Linked DNA regions of Zea mays: region 1 is linked to region 2. Evidence: chromatin contacts called from public Hi-C data. All regions are on one chromosome and are shown on one strand. Each heading gives the region's core, a stretch centred on a gene start, on an enhancer-like site or on the middle of the called end of the contact. The rest is flanking DNA. Distances are from core to core; before and after follow the strand shown. Region 1 holds the start of LOC100273637 (ubiquitin-protein ligase). Region 2 holds the start of LOC100276078 (EPIDERMAL PATTERNING FACTOR-like protein 1).

Evidence for each region. A called contact is a pair of places that touch in the nucleus more often than the background predicts.
Region 1: a Hi-C map of leaf shows a contact between it and region 2, with 4 times the contacts expected there. The contact joins the promoter of LOC100273637 here to the promoter of LOC100276078 in region 2. A contact is called at or near these places in 8 of 25 Hi-C or Micro-C datasets (bundle sheath, ear, endosperm and 3 more).

Annotation. Positions count from the first base shown.
Region 1 is chr5:217,103,965-217,107,886 of Zm-B73-REFERENCE-NAM-5.0, reverse strand. LOC100273637 (ubiquitin-protein ligase) reads right to left here and starts at 1,756. Exons shown (of 4, transcript NM_001148053.1): 1 at 1,600-1,756; 2 at 1,369-1,470; 3 at 621-952. The coding sequence starts at 940.
Region 2 is chr5:216,901,720-216,905,899 of Zm-B73-REFERENCE-NAM-5.0, reverse strand. LOC100276078 (EPIDERMAL PATTERNING FACTOR-like protein 1) reads left to right here and starts at 2,425. Exons shown (of 2, transcript NM_001151814.2): 1 at 2,425-2,818; 2 at 2,923-3,508. The coding sequence starts at 2,714. The coding sequence ends at 3,162.

The sequences.
Region 1 (3,922 bases), core at 507-3,006, 200 kb before region 2:
TATGCATGTGCGCGTGCCGGTGCCAGTACTTGTGTGTGTACTTCCAATAATTCGTATTGCGCGTGGACAATGAATATCTAATCCTATAGTTCGATCGTAATGCAAATAATTCAGAACAATAATACACATCAACTGATCAACTTCTCAGTGAATACATGTCCTACAAGTCAGATTCAAGACTAATCATGCTGCAAGCTCGGGGCATATCTACCATTTTGGTTCTACGTACTGAGACAAAAAAAAAACAGCAGTTTAGATTCATAATCTCTGCGATAGCAGGTTTTTATTTGCTCCAAAGATCCAGACCAAATCTCATCAAAGTTTAACTAGGCCCACTTCTAGCCCTGCTAATCAGAAAAATCAGAATGGTCTCCAAGCCAGCATAGACAAACAAATGGACCTGGATTTGCACGTCAGAAATTCTGAACAGACACTCACGTTCTCAGCAGATCTGCAAGCAAACACCCCCATCACGGCTTAAACCTGACGGCGAGGCTTAGAATGAGCGTATAATTCTAATCTAACACTCCACGCAAAAAAAAAAAATTGCAGAAAAAAATTCACTTGCCACAGGAATCGATCAAAAACAGCAAGAAGCATCGCTCAGGTTTCAGAATTACTTGTCTCCGATGAAGGAGAAGCGCGGATCGCAGGGCAGGCCGGAGACGCTGATCCGGCGGCACGAGCCGGCGCTGCGGCCCACGAGTAGCTCGACCATGCGGGCGATCTGCTCCGGCTTGCCCTGCTGCTGGCTCCACTCCTCGATGTCGATCTCCTGCCAGCAGTAGGGGCCGGCCACCACCCGCCCCCAGGACTTGCACACCCGCGGCAGGACGGTGAGCACCTCCTGCAGCGGCAGGTTGCGGAAGATGAGGCCCAGCGCGTCCGGCAGCAGCTCCTCCCAGCACCTGTACTCCTTGCCGTCCTCGCACTCCCCCATCACTTCACTTCCCTGTAGCATTCCAAAGGACTGATAATCCATTACGACGACTGACTACTCAAGAATGAATGCTTCAACTACCAACATGAACAAACTGCCGCAGTTCAGTCAGGTTAATACTTCATTTCGTGCGCCAATCTACTCACATCAAACAAACTGAGAAGAACCCAAGTCAAACCGAATACAGATCTTGCAACTAGACTGAGGCAAGCAAAACCAGAGAGAAGCGAAGCGAAGCGAACAATTTGAATGATCAGATAGAAGGAAAGACTATTTTCTTCATACCGAGCAACCTCATAAATTTTCTAGCCATAAACTTCAGAAATCACGGAGGGATGTGGAGTGGTTAATTCCTTGCTCCTCCAACCGAGAAAACAAAACATTCCTATCTATTTCCCATTCTTCCAAGGGAGTGGCGGGCTGCTTACCTTGGAGATCACTCAAGAGCCGGAGACGCTAATAGTGCCAGCCACCATTCCCAGCAGTAAAATGGCTTTGTGTGCGCTGTGAGCAAACCCAAAGAATGCAACCTATCCAAGAAGCACGCGAGAGGAGGATTGATAGCTGATAAGACGTAGTAGTACTAAGCATCATCCAAAAGGCAAGGGAGGAAAAAGTAGCTTCATTAAACGCTAATACCGACTCCAACCACAGGGTACCATGAAGAGGAAGGCACGGCAGCACAGATCTAAAAAGAAGGCATCTTGCAGCTGCAGGGATGGAAAGCGCAGCGTGCCAATTGGTGGGCGTCCCGCACACTACTATTTATTTCAACCCACGGCCATACCAAACAGAAGCTACGGCTCCAGATATCTGTGGGGAAGAACGCGAAAGCTTCGGCCTTTCGGGCTCAAAGCTAAAGGGGAAGAATATAATCTTTCCCGGCATAATAATTTGCGCGAGAGAGAACGGCGCAAGAAACTCTGGGGGGAGGGAGTGAGGGAGCGCATATATATTTACCGGATTGGTGGTTTGGGGACGAAGGACCGAATTCCGATTTGGATCTGCGGGAGGCAACACCTGATGGAGGGAGGGAAGGGGACTGCTGAGGCTGGACTGAGAAATCGAGAGGCCGACTCTTGTGAGGGTGTTCGGCGGCACAAGGAGAAGGCCGAGAGGCGAGAGCGGACTGCGGAGAGCTAGTGGCTTCTTCCGTGTGTGCGTGTGTCCTCGTCCTCGAGAAGGGAAAAAAAAAACGAGGGGCGCGCTGTGGATGCAGCTGCCCCTGCCGACATTGCACGGCAGGTTGGGATTTCTTTATTCTTCCACATAAATTCAGACAAGAAATTATTTACACGCCGATAATTGGACGGCAAAAATGTGAAGCGGTATTTAGCTCAGACTAAAATGCAGCTGCAAGATGGAATTTTAGGTACGTTTGAATGCACAAGCGAACATATTTAAACAGTCTTGCTAATAATTTAGTTATTAGTTACTTTTAATAAATTAGCTAATAATTAGCTAACTATTCCCTTCATCTCAATATATTATTCGTTTTAGCTCTTTAAATAGATGACAATAAATATAGAGCATATAAAATATACATACATCAAATATTATACAAATCTATTAACACCCTCAAATTAATACCCCTTCTGTCCCGTATTATTATTAGTTGTAGCTCCTAGTTTTTTATGTTCATATTTAATTAGAAGATAATAAATCTAGACACATATATAAAAATCATATATTAAGTAATGTATGAATTTATTAAAAATTCAAAACGAATTCTAATTCTAATTTCACTAGTAATTTTTTAGCCAATTAACTGTAATAAATTGTCGAAGCCAAAAAAATGTTAGCATGCTACTGAAATCCTAAACGTCGTGTCATGTTTATATGAAATCAAAAGGTACTCGCTGCAGTCATTTTCTGTCTTCCCATCCGCTGATTTCAGCCCTGATTCGACTAGGCCTGGGCGTTCGGGTTACCCGAAAATTTCGGGTCGGGTAATCCGGGTAATTAAAATTTCGGGTTTTAGAAAGTGTTACCCGAAATTGCAGTGGGTATTATATTACCCGACAGTTCGGGTACCCGACACTTCAGGTTCGGGTATCGGGTACTCCCGAAATAACCAAATTTAAAAATAGTAACCAAAGCAATACAGACACAGCCACAATAATAAATTAATAATAGCTATTCAGGATACTACAATCACAGTCACACATCGGCCAGTCCACCACACAAATGAGTTGCTCTAGTCCACAATAACAAATTAAAAAACAGCCACAATAGTCACAAAGCCACAATAGTCAATAGTAAATTAAAAAACAGGAACCAGCCAGGCAGCCACTACAAGTCTACAATCACACAATCACAGCCACTACAATCACAGTCACATGCTTGCACCAGCGACCAGCCAGCAAGCACATTGTCCAGGGCTCCAGGCCACGCCCAGCCAGCTGCACGCCTGCACTGCACCAGCCAGGCAGCCACCGCCCACCAGCAGCCACCATTCAGCTTCAGCCTTCAGCCCACAACACGTCCATAGTCCATCCACACCAGTACACCACCCAGTCCATCCACACAGCCAAGGAATATAAGGCTTATCCTGCCATTCTGTACATGAGTCCAAGCAAAATATATATATGTTAACATTTCATAACATTAATAAAAAAGAGTACAAAGTTATTTAAACAGTAAACAATGCATAGCAGATTAGCAGCTCACTCATGTGTTGCTGGAGACTTGGAAGTGGAAGTAGCCTCGGTTCTTTTTCCTTTGCCACCATTACCAAATTCTTCAATTAGCTCTACAATTAAAGGAGTGCAAGCATGTAGCTATCAATTAGAAATGGTTAAACATCAAAATGATCAAATACATACAAAAAATGATGGAATATACCTTTTTCTATAATAGTCAATTCCTCGATATTCTCTTGTATGTTAATGGGAGTAGACCTTCTTAGCCAATCTTGGGTACATACAAGGGCCTCCAACATGAAAGGAGTAAGGGAAGTACGGAAATCATCCAAGATACGCC
Region 2 (4,180 bases), core at 1,176-3,675:
GACACCTGAGCACAGGGGTTATGGCAGCCTACGGGCTACAGCGAACAAGGGTTGTAACATATATATTTTCTTATGATATTTAATATTCTCTATATATTTAAGATATTACAATTAATACTTTAATACGTTGAATGCTATCATTTTATGACTTATTCTTTATCGTGTGAGTTATGATATAGTTTAGTAGTTATTTAATGTGGATGCTCATTTATATGATATATATTTTATATGCTATGAAACTATTTCTATATAATAATATAATCAATTATATATGCTTAAAGACTACTATGGTTGGATTTAGGTTCTAAAAAAATACTTTACTAAAATTTCGAATACACATTCTCTAAATCCTGGGTCCGCCCATGGTTTGATACAGCTCTTTTGATAATTATTAATGTTAAGCTATCTCGAGCACACTCTCTATCCCACCATCTATCCTAAACTTCATTGTATAAACAGTACCATATATCATATAAAATAGTATTTTACACGTTTATATACACGATATGCTGAAGATAGTAGAAGCTTCTGAACTATGGGTCGAAGAGATGTCCTACCATTCTAGTGGCCACCGTTGATGCTTGCTGTTTCTTTTACCGACCGTATATATGTTCATGCCAGTGCCTTTTCACCGTTTTAAATGAGGGAGTCCTCAGTATCGTGCACCTCATGTTCCTCCATATTCGCGTCAGTGTGACGATAACGATAGGAAGAGCAGTGTCTCTAAAACCTCGATCCGCTAAAAATTTGCACATGCTAGGGTAGTTCATGTTTTTGGGCAGCGTTCATGTGACTGCTCGCTAAGTTGATTTGTACTATGACATCTGTAGACTTCAATGGCACCACGAACTCATCTTCGACTAGGATAAAGCGATCCTTACACTAAGTAATGATGAGTTTGTCGCTCATGGCACCACGAACATGCTATTATCTATTATATGTGGTTTATCTATTGTTTATGTAGTAATTACTTTAGAACTAATTTAATCTAAAAATGAGCTTTCATTAACAATCCATAAACCTGATGGACGCCTTAAGGTGGATATAACAACTTTGTTGATGCAATAAAACTTGTTTGGTGGATCAAATTTTAAATGTGGTCCATAAAACTTGATTTGTGGCTCACTGCTATGGACAAGTCAGGTTGTGAAGCCTTGTGGAGGTCCTCTGACCAGTGAAAAATAGTCGAAGTATGACAAAGATAATGTGATAGCATTAGGATGCATATTAAGTGTGCTATCTGGTAAGCTTTGTGATGTGTAAATGAGCATAAAGAGTGCAAGAGAGTTCATAGGGGCTATCGATGGTGCCTTTAATGTTGGACATGAGTTGTATGTCTTTCAGTGTCATCATGACTATAAGATGGTTGACAGTCGCTCTGTAGTTGAGTAATCGCATGTGATACAACCCATTGTTAGTGCGCTTTAGTGCTACACGGTCTCATACCTATCCCTAACGACGGCGCGATGAAAACGACACAGAGGACAGTGTCTCTAAAATCTTGCACCACTGAAGAACCTACACAAGTTATGTTAGGTTATATTTTTGGACAACGGTCACGCATTTACTCGCTGAGTTGACCTATACTACGCTATCTACGGACTTCAACGACACCACAAAATAATCTTTGACCATGCTAAAGTGGTCATCATTATAAATAATGATGAGTTACTAGCTCATACTTAGACTATCTCCGGCAAATCTTCTATCAAATCATTTATCTTATCCCCTACATCTACAGTTTCGCGTTTTCTATTTTACGCGAAACACTGGATATATGTGTTAAAGATATATCAAATCTGCTGCGTAAACATGCTATTATGAGCTACGCATACGCATAATTGTTTTAAAGGTTACTTTAATCTTAAAAATAAGCCTTTTTCTGTCATCCAAGCAGATCCGAGGTTTGCCTCAGCTAGTGTAGGTAGCTGGTAGGGTAGCATAGCAGCCACCATTGTTCGTACGGTGCGGGGTCCTTCGGTGGCTCCTTCGCCATTACCTACTTGATCCCCGATTCACAAGCGTGCCGCGAGGCGTCATGTTTCGACATTTGCATTGCATACGTAGCTGATTTTCTTTCGTTTAAGTCACCGTTCATTCATTGCGACACGACAGTCGGTCAAAGTGTAGGCCATGTCCCCAGAACGACAGCGACAGCTGTGGCGCCATCCAGTCCGATCTTCTCCTTGCATTTCACTCCTCGATCTCGATCCCTGAGAACGAGTGATGATGGCGGGCGCAGTAGAACGCCACTGCTGTGTGTTTACCAAAGCAAAGCAGTGATAGGTTACAAGGTGGTGGTCACCACTCAACCGGTCCTCACAGTCCTTGCCTTGCCGTGGCGTCCGTCGTCCCCCCACGTTTGTACATATATATGCCCATGTCATCGTCGTCTCCTTCCTCTGCTCCGATCCCCTTTGCAACCTTCCTCGTCATAGGCCAGGCAACTGCGGCCCTGCTTGCTTCGCTTGTGCTCCTGCGCCACCGTCACTGCTCATCTCCTCCATAGCCATAGCTTTTAGACTAGGTTTTAGATTCTGGAAGAAGAACCTATACACGAGACAGAAGCTAGCTAGCTAGCTTATTTCTGTTTCTTCAGTAACCTCTCGGTCTAGCAACCAGCAAGCTTCCCATTGCCCTCGATCGATCCGCCCCAAACATCCATCCATCCATCCACCCTTCTTCATTCCTGGCTGTAAGAAGAGATGGTCTCATGGCCGTGAGCTCACCTCGCCGAGCGCTCATCGCGGCCGTGTCCCTCTGCTTCCTTCTCGGCGCTGCGAGCAGCGTCCGCACCGCGACGTTTTCCCCTTCTCAGGTACGTACCGTACGTACGACTCGTCCCCCCCTCCTCCTGAGTCCTGAGACAGACTGAGACTGACAGCGCGTCGGGTGTCTCGTCTCCGTGAGGCGCAGCAGCAGAACCTGGCGGAGGACAAGTCGCGGCTGGGGTCGACGCCGCCGAGCTGCCGCAACCGGTGCAGCGCCTGCAACCCCTGCATGCCCGTCCAGGTGACCACCGTGCCCGGGCTCGGCCGCGGCGCCCGCGCCACCGACGTCGACGACGACACGGTGGCGGTGGCGGCCGGCTTCTCGCGCTACTCCAACTACAAGCCGCTGGGGTGGAAATGCCGCTGCGACGGCCGCCTGTACGACCCCTGACGCGCTGCTGCTTTTGCTTCGGCGCCGTGCCAACCCCGGTGCGCGCATGCACTCCGCTCCGGACTCCGGTCGGCGGGAGAGACTCACTACTGGAGACCAGCCAGCCAGCCAGGTTCTCCGTCTCGCGTCTGTCGTGTGTTCTTCGGAACCCATGGCGGCTTGCTTCATCACAAGCTTATTTATTAGCGCTACTGTCTCTACTAGTTCGAGCTTGCCGTTGCAGCCATTGCAACTCGCGTAGCCGTAGGCCCGTAGCCATTTTTTTGGCTCCCTGCTCAAACAAATTTTACTCGCGTGTCGGTGTGTAAAAACTAAAGACTACTAAAGAGTGGTTGTGAGCAGTAAATCCTAGCTAGTACCACTCCAAGTCTTGCCCAGTGGTCTGGTAGTACGTCTTAATTAACAGATCGAAGGCAGGCATGTGACTCGCCTGACGGACGGCTCTGGTAGCCCGAATCTACCGCTGGATCGCAGTGCCGCCGACCCACCGGCGGGCTGGATGCGTCTGCGTTGGAACCTTGCGTGACGTGTGGCACCACCGCCACCGGGAGAGCCTGGTGATGATGCGATTTTTAAGCTGACACTGCCGCTGCTGCGGAGTTATTGTGGCCATGGCCGCCTTTGTACGGCTCTGATGCCTCCCCATGTGTTTTGTTTAGTGAGGTGTCTCCCCCGCGCCCACCCGTCCGTATGGGACTGGGAGGGGCGCTTTGGAGGCAGCTGAATGGGCGTGTTGCTCTTGTCGGGCTCAGCTCTGGTGGGGACGACGACGATGCAGGTTTCCAACTTTATTATTATGAATGAGGACGAGAATGCGAGAAAAAAAAAACAGTACTTACTGGTCCACACCTCCTATACTTATATTCAAAAACTTTCATTGGCACGTAATGATTTTCATGGAAGCGGGTTGCTATGATTGGAGATGAGATCTGTCCGTTTTTCTTGTGAGGGAATGAATGTTTGATTGTTTGTTCTGTGGGGACACGTTTGTCGAGACCGTGAAAATCGGTCCTTGCAC